2 separate regions of the Triticum aestivum genome follow, and region 2 is linked to region 1. A link is a contact called in public Hi-C data. All regions are on one chromosome and are shown on one strand. Each heading gives the region's core, a stretch centred on a gene start, on an enhancer-like site or on the middle of the called end of the contact. The rest is flanking DNA. Distances are from core to core; before and after follow the strand shown. Region 1 holds the start of LOC123124582 (RING-H2 finger protein ATL56-like). Region 2 holds the start of LOC543087 (probable serine/threonine-protein kinase WNK8).

Region 1 (5,259 bases), core at 836-3,335:
AAGAAACTATGAGCAAGAAAATTGATACAAAAATGCCATGGGGTAAGCAACTCATGATGATTTTCCAAAGCACACCTACAAAGCAAAAAAACTGTGTGCAACTTGATGCACTGTATGGCCAACTGGGCACACATGAGCATGCAACCAAAAAAAATTAGCATACACACCGCCTAGACATGATTTAGGCACTGGAGCCAAAACTAAACTAGCCGTCAACCGTGCAACTAGATAGCCTTTCCCTGTGCAATTGTATAAGTGTGGCTAAGCCAGCTAGGATATGTACTCCTATACGAACGTATACCCCCTTGACAACAGGGCACACATGAGTGTGCAATAAAAAAAACCACACACACTGCTTGAACATAGTTTACACAATGCATCCATCTAAACGCCATCGATTGTGCAACTGGTTAGCCCTCATTGTGCAACTCCATAAGTTGGCAAGCCAACTGAGATATGTATATGCGTCATCCAACTACGTTTGCATTCCTGTGCAACTATTACAACAAACTAGCCAACTGGTTACTTATATGCATGCAACTTATGAGAAAATGGAGAAAACACACGGATGCATTTACGAGAAAATAGGTTCATAATGTAATGAAGCTCTAGAGAGAGTATCATGTTTAACAAGACAATTGCAGTCTATGTAAGAATAGACGAATCAAAATAGGATCCTGACCATACCAATAGAGGCAAAATTAGAACAGCTTGCCATGAAAATCCAACTCAAACCCACAACTAAAATCCTAATCGCCGTACAAACCCACCACTAATCCTAATCACCTTAGCTCCTTGAGCAAGATGCCAAAACTACTGTACAGATCAACACTTCAATCATCAAAATTCCAAGCATCATACCAGAGATTGACTAGCAGGATTACAAAAGTGATGTGTATGTACAATGAATTTGACTGCTTTTCCTCAAAAAATACCTAAAAGGGGTTGAGTTGACAATCTGTGACAATGAAAATGTTGTTGATGTTTCAGTACTAGTACTATTTGGTTAAGGTAGCAGACTATACACGCATAAGTGTAGGCGGATTAGATGACTGAATGAAAATTAATCGATGACATAAATGAACTGCATAGACATCAGAAGTCTGATTGCTCCCATCAATATTTGGTAGATCAGATTACAACTGTTAAGCTACAAAATTTGTATTTTCTACTTCAGCTGCCATATAAATCCAAGTTGAATCAACATTGCAACTAAAATTCCCAAGTCCAGACTACTAAATATATGAACTTTCCAGAGTAAATTTATGAAGTAGGAAAATGACAGCAAAGGCAAATGACTAGTATCAACCAGATTTAGGTCCAACAACGTTCATTCTTGTAAACCCAAACAAGTTCACGGCTGAATCCTCTCGAGGAGACCAGTGAAGAGATAGAGAGAGATATCAGGGAGGGTGTTTGGGGGATAGATAGATCAGTGGAGAGAAGGAAGGGGAATACTACCTGCATGTGAGGATTCACAGCCGAACAAAGCTGCCATGAGCTCGTACAAGGCCCACTGCGAGTCTGCGAGTCTTGTGCGGCGGGGCCAAGGCACCTGGCCACGCTGTTGAATCGGCGGGGGAGGGAGGGGGGTCGAGGGGAGCGGCGCTCAACGGCGGAGAGGCGTGTGCCCGTGGCAGAAGATGAGTCGCAGCGGCGCCGAAGGTAGGGAACTGCTTCCTGCGGCGGCTCATGGTGGCGGGGAAGACGCGAGGCCTGGTGGGTTGGCAATGGGCAACGGCGGCGGCAGGTCAGCGAAGGCAAGCTGGCGTCGTCAGGAGGCGGCGCGAGGGAGGAGGCGGGGCGTGCGGCGGCGGTCGTTAGTGGAGGAGGAAGGTCGTGGGGCTCGGGAGTGGATAAGATTTGTGTTTCTTTTTTTTTTCAGTTGAGAGCTGGACCGAGCGTGTGAGGTCGCTGTCGCGTAGCGCGGCCACTCGATCTCGCCGAACAGTGCGCGTGCACTTTTAAGATTTTATGCAGGATTAATCCAGTAGGATTAATGTTAGCTAACTAACCTGCATCTCCACGTCAGTATAGATATTTGGGAAGGGATACTCGGAGTCGGAGTGGGATACGATCCAGGCATTGAACTTGCATAGGTTGAATCCATCTCCAACTCCTTTCCTGATTCTATCGCCTAGATAACCTACCTCAGCCGCACGGGCGCACGCCGTCTAAGGTATCGTTCACCGCAGCCGTCGCCCGTCCCCACCGCCGCGACCGCCGGCCATCGCCATGGACTACGATGACATGTTAGATTGGATCATATGGGTGCTTTTGTTGATCTTCGCCGTCATCGCTGCGCTCAGCGCCGCCGTGGCGCTCGCCGTGGCGATCGCCGAGGTGGTCCGTCACGTGCGGCAGCACTGCAAGTGGCTGTCCATCGAGCGGCTGCTGGAGAGCATACCCGACGTCGCATACAAGCAGATGCCCGATCGAGACGGCGGCTCTCCGTCGGAGGAGGAGGGGAAGGAGTTGCGCCGGAGCCAGAGCTCGTGCGTGATCTGCCTGGCGCAGTACGAGGGCGGCGAGCGGTGCAGCGTCCTGCCGGGATGCGGCCACGTGTTCCACAGGGGCTGCGTCGCGACGTGGCTGCACACCACGCACAACACCTGTCCGCTCTGCCGGGCGACGATAGCCGCTGGCGCCGCGGCACGGAAGGACAACGCCGCAGAGGATATGGTGTAACAAGAAGCCTAGAAGTAGAGTCTCGTTTTTATCCCACAGTTTTTGTTGCAGTTCAGGTTATATTGAGGCACACTTTTGTAATTAAGCAAGTATACTGTATTCTGATGCCAAAGAAAAAGCAAGTATACTGTATTTCTCTGAGCTTGATTTTTGCAGAATAATTGTGGCACTGATTAATTGGGTGCTTGAAACGTTTTTTACATCAGCCGAATTCGTGGACCGCTGGATCAAAATCGGACGGACCCACTCGCCTCCTTTGGTCGACGCTCAGCCACCGCCCTGACCACCCCTCTAAACATGCACCCGACTAGATTTCTCCGATGACGTGCACACGCCCCCCCCCCCCCCCCCCCCCCCTCGATCGGCACCAGTCAATCTGTTTCCTTTCCTCCGCTTGGGACGTCGCATCTTGCTGCCGCTAGCAGCATTGTCCCCATCCTGGCTTGGCCTTGCCGGTAAGGACGCTCCATGCTTCGTCCCGTGACGTCGCACCCGTCTTTAGGCTCGCCACGAATGATTTCTTTTGCGAGAAAAAGAAAATTCAAGTACATGAGCTTTAACAAACGCTCTGAATAATAAAAAAAACTAGGTGACATCAAAGCACCAAATATCCCCACTACTTTGTCTCTGGTGCTTTTATCCACCGGTTTGGTCAATCTACAACAATCTCTAATCCTAATGTCTCAGTTGGTAGTCTCCGTTCCGGGTTTATTTTAGTCCCACCAACTACGGTACTTTTTGGTACTTGCACCCACCTCCCGTTCAACCGCAATGAACCAGGAAAAACCATCCAACCGAGTCCCCCGCCCACCCCCACGCGCCAAACCTCTCCTTCCACCCATGTTGTCTGACGTAATTAAACCGTCAAAAATTAACCAGCGTCGAAAATTAACCAGCGAAAATTAACCAGAGTAAAAAATTCGCAAACCAATCCCCCGCACGTACGAGCGTCGTCTCTTGCCCTCGAGCGAGAAACAGACGCCCGACTCTGTGCCCTCCTTCGACCGCCGCCGCCCTTCATCCCTTCACCGCCACCGCTGCATCCCACCGCCGCCACCGCTGCATCCCACCGCCGCCACCCTCATCCGGCGCAGGTCCAGTTCAGGACCATCCTCCGAACGCTTCCAGGATCCGGCTCAGATCCCTTTCAGGACCATCCTCCGAACGCTTCCAGGATCCGGCTCAGATCCCTTTCAGGACCATCCTCCGAACGCTTCCAGGATCCGGCTCAGATCCCTTCCAGGACCCATCGCCGGTACGCGTCCAGGATCCGGCGCCATAGACTCCCACGTCCAGGTATCACAATTCAAACAGTCATGTAATGTACTGATTTCAAATTATGTATAATTACAATTTTACAGACATGCCATTTCATACATGGACCAAAATATAAGCCATATGCAACACATGAGGTCAGATGAATGAGACAACTGGAGGCAAATAGTACAATCTGACCATCTTCAAAGTGAATCACATAACTCTGCATCAATGAGACAACTGTAACCAATATATGGCGGCACCTTCTGTGAAAACTGCAGAGTGAAACAGCAGCACGTAAGTTTCATAACTGGACACTATCATAGTTGCATTTTTCATTACGTAAGTGCACCGGATAGTTTCAACCAGCAAAGTAGCAAAGTTTTTCGTACTTCCTCCCACATCCCGCTCAGCCGCGAGGAACCAAAAATCTCTGTAACCAGGGGGCAGGGGCTTGGCTCCCTGGTGATCTTAAAGATCATTTGAAACTCAAGTGGGCCTTGTGCTATTATGCGAAGAAGCCTAGATGAAACCACTGTTATGCGATAGCATGGAGATATACCTATTTTGTCCTACAGAGGTCAAAACCCTTGCAGTCTTACATAAACATCTAGAGGGTGACATTATTGGAATATAATTACCAAGGAATAACCACATCAAGAATTTCTGCTTTTGTACAGTTCGAAGTTAGCTGATATTTACCTTAGATTTTCTGCTTTGTCAACAAGTATAAGAACTGCTAGCTGCCGTTTCACAGTGAACCACTGCGAGAGGAGAACACATCAGAATGTTGGATGATAGGCTATAGGAAATCATGGCAATTGTTTAAATTAGAAAGATTGTGCTCCCAAACTAGGACTAAAGATATGTACTATTTTAAATTTTTATGTTTTAACTAAGGTATGCATGTTAGCAAAGTAATCTTAAAGGCAGCCTAATAAATACCAAAAAGCACACGCATGTACTGATAGATGATATGAACTTTGAGAATAACAAGACTTTCAGCTCATTCAAATTGTAGTAGGACACATGTATATACTGTCTTTGAAGTATATACTATCTTTGAAGTACATCTATGTACCAAGATAACAAGAGAATACATGGAAACAAACATCTATGTAGCAATGTTGTAGTAAGTCACAAGTTTTTAAGGTGCAGGGATTTCACAGCAAACAAGGACAGGGTTTTGTGAAACACAGTGACAACAAAAGGTGCTCACCCCATATGCCTGCTGTAGAGGATAGTATTTATATATGATCTCTGCTTAGTGTAGTTAGCTGCAATTTAATTTCAATGGCAAGTCCACCTTAATAT
Region 2 (5,259 bases), core at 714-3,213, 170 kb after region 1:
GTAACTGAAGTTTCAGCCCCTACCCCTCCTGGAAAACAGGACATTTTGTGCCATGTAGAACTGTAGATACTTGGGGGCAAAAATTTATATTTCCTTTCGCTTTCTTAAAGTTTTGGCGTTCCCCTTGAGTGGGGAACAGGATGCAAAGATGGATAGAAAAAGGAGAGAAAAAGAGATAGTTTAGACATTCCGTTTTTACCTTGTGAGCATTCGAGGATTGCCCGGGAGCTCGCTCTTGTAGTGTTAATCTGTCTGGGTCTTGACTTGCAACTGAAAGACCCCTTGCCCGAAGTAACATTAGCTGCCTAGAAATGATAGGCGTTGCATATGTGAGATTTTGGAGTTGCAGTTAATACATGGAAAGAAATTTTGCTCGTGTTGTGCCTTGCCTTATCATTGTTGTTAATTATTTTATATTTGTAACATCATTATGCTCTACTGTTAGCTCTGTTTCATGTTGGGAAAGGTGGTATGATGTTGAGTATGATTTGCTTGTGATTTTGCGTAGAAACGAGCGCGTAGGGCAGAAACGTGTGGTGATATCATGTCGCTTTCAAGCGTAAAGTCAAAATGCAACTAGAAGAATCCGAGTCATGTAGTCTAGTGACATGTTTGGATAGGATGCAACGATATGTTCAATCGTGTAGTCGGTCAAAAATAAAACGACTATCTCTCTCAATAATGTTATTTTTAAGATGTATTTCCATGCGGAAGACAATTATTTTTGCAGAATGATGCAATCATACCTTGAATTCTGGCTGTTTTGAACTCCCAATTATGCCCCTTTTTATATGCTCTTTTGGTGGGTGAAGTACGTACATGTAGAATAAAGTTTGGTAGCTCAATTATTGGAGTCTATCCTTTCAAAGTTTTTTCTCTCTCTAGGGCTCAGTTTGGTTGACGCAATTTGGTGGGTGAAGTCCCAATCTGGGTTTGGTATCCTCTGTAAGAAACTTGGCTCCTCTTCATGTAACCTTTTCGATTGCTCGAATGGTCAAAAACCAAGCACCAGTTAAAAGATAGAAGTTGCATCAGGATCAGTGTCGAGTCCTCTCCCAAATGCGCCAAAAAGTTGCATAAGGAAAAGAAACCAATGTCAAACGTCAAAGAGATGTTTGTATTTTGCACCCGCTCTGCTAATTAAGTACTCCTACTTGCCTGTCACAGTTAATCCATATTCAACAGTTGCGTGGTATTCACGAGCCAAATTTAGCGCATGTCTTAGAGAATAATAGCTTATCCTGATTATAGATTGTGTACAACTTAAAACGTAGTCGGAAGGTGATCATTCAGTTAAGTAGGTCGCTGTCGTAGGAGAAGTGGGTTTCCAGGCCCAGGTTTGGGATGTTGTGCAAGAAAATGACTCTTTAGACTCCTGAAATAATGAGAGGGGAAAACCAAATGGTCTAGTATTGGTCTGACAAACAGCTTATATTGGTCTAACGAATAATTCCGCAAACTCGAAGACCCTACCAGCGCAATCAAGTGGAGCTAAAAGCTAAGTTTGGTCCCAGTCAAATCATAAATAATAGAGTTTTCCTTTGTTAAGATGCCACACAAGAAGTTTACATGGCGTGCTAATTCTCTTCATCCAAAAATGGAACCAAAAAGGGAATATGCTAAACTTTCATACATATATAATTCATGTAGAAGTCAACTAAGAACCTTAGGAGCACGTGCACGGAGACTTTCGAGCTGTCATTGACAAAGTAAAGCCAGCTCCGGTAGGGGAGCGAGCTCGTCCGGTGGCAGTAGTGTTCATTCGGTGGTCTCAGAATCTTGATGTAATTTTTATCGTGTCTGAGATGCTTTCTATTTTCTATGAACTTTTATAATAGATCTGATGTTTATTTCAAAAAAAAAGGGTCAACTAATAACCATGTAGACATGTTCTACAAGGAGAGGAAGGCAGACGCATCTTGTCCATTTGAGCTTGGATCCTCTGCTCTTCCAACCTACCTACCTACAACAGATTTATCTGTACTACGAAGCAACAACTACAAGCCCCAGCCCCTCTAAAAGCAGAGTAACAGAAGCATATATATCCACGAGGGAATCATCCCGTTCACAAGCCTCCAAACCGTTCTACGATCCTCCGCTATCTGTCTCGTCCTCATCATCATCAAAGTTCCGAATTGCATCTGCCATCTGTCCACAGATGGAGCTTTCAAGGCATGGATTCTTCAGGTTCAGATCCTTGTAGCCCCAAATAATCGTCCTTCTCAGGCAGCGTCCAGGCCACAAGCCAGAAAAATTCCGCCTTTTCTTCTTCCTCCTGCCTGCCTGCCATGACGATTATTCTGGACCTGACATGACATGACATGCGTGCATGATTGATCCGGCGCGTGCGCGATCGGAGGCATCCAATTCCAGCACTCAACCTGCCCTTGCCTCTCCTCGCCACCTCCTATTACTACCGCCCCGTCCTTGTCAGCGTCAGATGAGCAGCCCGCGGTCGTGGTTCGACGACGCTGCGGCTGCGGGGCCGTCATCCTCCTCGTCGTCTGCGGCGGCGTGGATCATGCTGCGGCGGATCGACGACTCGCGCCTCCTCTCTGGCGTCTTCTGCACCTATCACGACGGCAAGCTGGCCGCCAGCAGGATCACCTACTGATCCGTCCACACAGCCGCAGCGAGCCTAGTAGTACTAGCTAGTAGAGCAGCAGTAGTTAAGCCATGTCGAGCCCGCGGCGGCCGGAGATGTCACCGGCGGCGAGGAACAGCGACAATGGATACGTCGAGACCGACCCCACTGGTCGCTACGGCCGGGTAAGCTCTCCATCTCTTCGATCTCATCGCTTCAGCTAAGTTTATCGCGCAACCTAAATCAGTCATAATAACCAATTAGCAGCTTGCTTACATTCAATTTCTCAAGCTTCGTGTTCTTGGTTTCTTCTTCTTCTTCTTCTTCTGTTTGTTAGGAACATGTTCTTGTGATTAGATTAGATTAGGTTCGAGTCAAACATGCTTACAACTACACCATGAACTGAATATGATTGTAGGCTTTCAAATGTTTAGCTCAATTATCAAGGATGGATTCCGTGTTGATGTGTACATGGGAGCTACCCTAAACAAGGCCACAATTATTGTCCCTTTTTCTTTTCTTTACATGTCCATTTGGCTCTTGTTGTCTTGCTAGGGCTAGCTAGCTAGCTAGATGCACATCTTGTACTAATTTGTTTACGGTCAAACTACGTGTGCAATTCAGTGGCTAACTACGTACGTACATGTCCACTAATTTGCAAACTAAGTACTTTTCAATTGGAGTATATATGCAAGATTGATTGATGAATTTCACCTGCTGCCCGTTGGCGACCACGTACGAGATGTTTACAGCCAATTTTTCTTTGTGCGGTAGCAGGCCTGAAATCGTCCGGATATGAACGGGCCAGTTGAATATTAATTAAATACTAACCCCCTCCATTCACAAATATAAGATGTTTTATCTTTTTTCTGATTTGAATGTATATAGACGACGCAATTTAGTGTGTTTGTTTACTCATTTTATCTGTCAAAAAAGTCTTACATTATAAAACGGTGGAAGTATTTGTGAATGGAGGGAGCTAGCATATCCTAATGCACGCAAACAAGCATAGAAATTGTTGCATTGAAATACATCATCGATATACAGTAGTATTTCTATACCTGGTCAAATAGTTGAGCAAGGTGGACCATTAGTTTTGGAAGGTGGGAATTTCATTGTGATTTCTCTTCTAATCTAATCAATCCAAGTTATATCAGGGAAGAGTTGGTGTTTGGTTGGAGACCCCTAGTTAGGTTAGGACTAAGTTGGGTTTGGCTGATGAGTGATGGATTGGTGGCGAGGATTGTTCCATGTGTCGATATGCCAATAATGAGATGCTTTGAAAGCTTCAACGGGATAATATGCCCTGTCAGTATCCCCCAAAGATATCCTTCACCTTTATTTCTCAGTGGATGAAGTTGTAGCGGTCACTCATGTTTGTCCTTTCAGTGCTCTCTCCACAGTTGTGTACAGTAGCTGTATTGTTAGTCTACGTATTGGTTTTTCTTTTAATTATATTTCCTTGTTAACATGAAATTGGCATAACTAAGCAGTAACGGTCATATTACGTAAGTGCTGTCAGTGTGAGTTCTAATTTGAATTGCGAATGTAATTTATACCTGAAAACACACACGGAAATATTACTCCTTCCGATCCATATTACTTCTCGCTTGCATCGCAGTTTTAGTACAGCTTTAGTACATTTTGTTTTGGTAATTGTTGTTCTTGGGGCTGATGGATGGGAAGCTTGATCTATGTTGGAAATGTGATGCATGCATGCAGTTCGACGAGCTCCTGGGCAAGGGGGCGATGAAGTCGGTGTACAGGGGGTTCGACGAGGTGCGCGGCGTGGAGGTGGCGTGGAACCAGGCCAACCTCGCCGACGTCCTCCGCACCCCCGACGCCCTGCAGCGCATGTACTCCGAGGTCCACCTCCTCAGCACGCTCCGCCACGACGCCATCATCGCCTTCCACGCCTCATGGGTCTCCGTCTCCTCCCCCTCCCCGCGCGGCGGCTGCACCGGCGGCACCCCACGCCGCACCTTCAACTTCATCACCGAGCTCTTCTCCTCCGGCACCCTCCGCGCGTACCGCCTCCGGTACCCGCGCGTGAGCCTCCGCGCCGTCCGCGGCTGGGCGCGCCAGATCCTCCGGGGCCTCGCCTACCTCCACGCCCACGACCCCCCCGTCATCCACCGCGACCTCAAGTGCGACAACGTGTTCGTCAACGGCCACCAGGGCACCGTCAAGATCGGCGACCTCGGCCTCGCCGCCGTGCTCCGCGGCGCCCAGGCCGCGCACAGCGTCATCGGCACGCCCGAGTTCATGGCGCCCGAGATGTACGACGAGGACTACGACGAGCTCGTCGACGTCTACTCCTTCGGCATGTGCATGCTCGAGATGCTCACCGTCGAGTACCCCTACGCCGAGTGCTCCAACCCCGCGCAGATCTACAAGAAGGTCACCTCCGGCAAGCTGCCTGACGCCTTCTACCGGGTCGATGACGCCGACGCGCGCAGGTTCATCGGCAGGTGCCTTGTCCCCGCCTCCCATCGCCCCTCCGCCCAGGAGCTCCTGCTCGACCGTTTCCTCTCCACGCAGGACACCACCATGACACTGTCACCTCCGCCATTGCTGCCTGCCTTGCCCACCTCCGGTGACCGGAAGGATAACCCGGAGGAGGCTGAGCCGGTGGCAGCAAGGACTGACATGACCATCACCGGCAAGCTCAACAC

Evidence for each region. Hi-C and Micro-C count contacts between places; a contact is called where the count stands out from the background.
Region 2: a Hi-C map of leaf shows a contact between it and region 1, with 2.4 times the contacts expected there. The contact joins the promoter of LOC543087 here to the promoter of LOC123124582 in region 1. A contact is called at or near these places in 2 of 5 Hi-C or Micro-C datasets (both in leaf).

What each region holds. Positions count from the first base shown.
Region 1 is chr5D:234,489,905-234,495,163 of IWGSC CS RefSeq v2.1, forward strand. LOC123124582 (RING-H2 finger protein ATL56-like) reads left to right here and starts at 2,086. Exons shown (of 1, transcript XM_044545166.1): 1 at 2,086-2,835. The coding sequence starts at 2,236. The coding sequence ends at 2,688.
Region 2 is chr5D:234,663,636-234,668,894 of IWGSC CS RefSeq v2.1, forward strand. It overlaps LOC543087 (probable serine/threonine-protein kinase WNK8), which reads left to right and starts at 1,964. Exons shown (of 4, transcript XM_044540342.1): 1 at 1,964-2,769; 2 at 4,307-5,259. The coding sequence starts at 2,677. LOC123120371 reads left to right here. Exons shown (of 10, transcript XM_044540341.1): 10 at 1-376.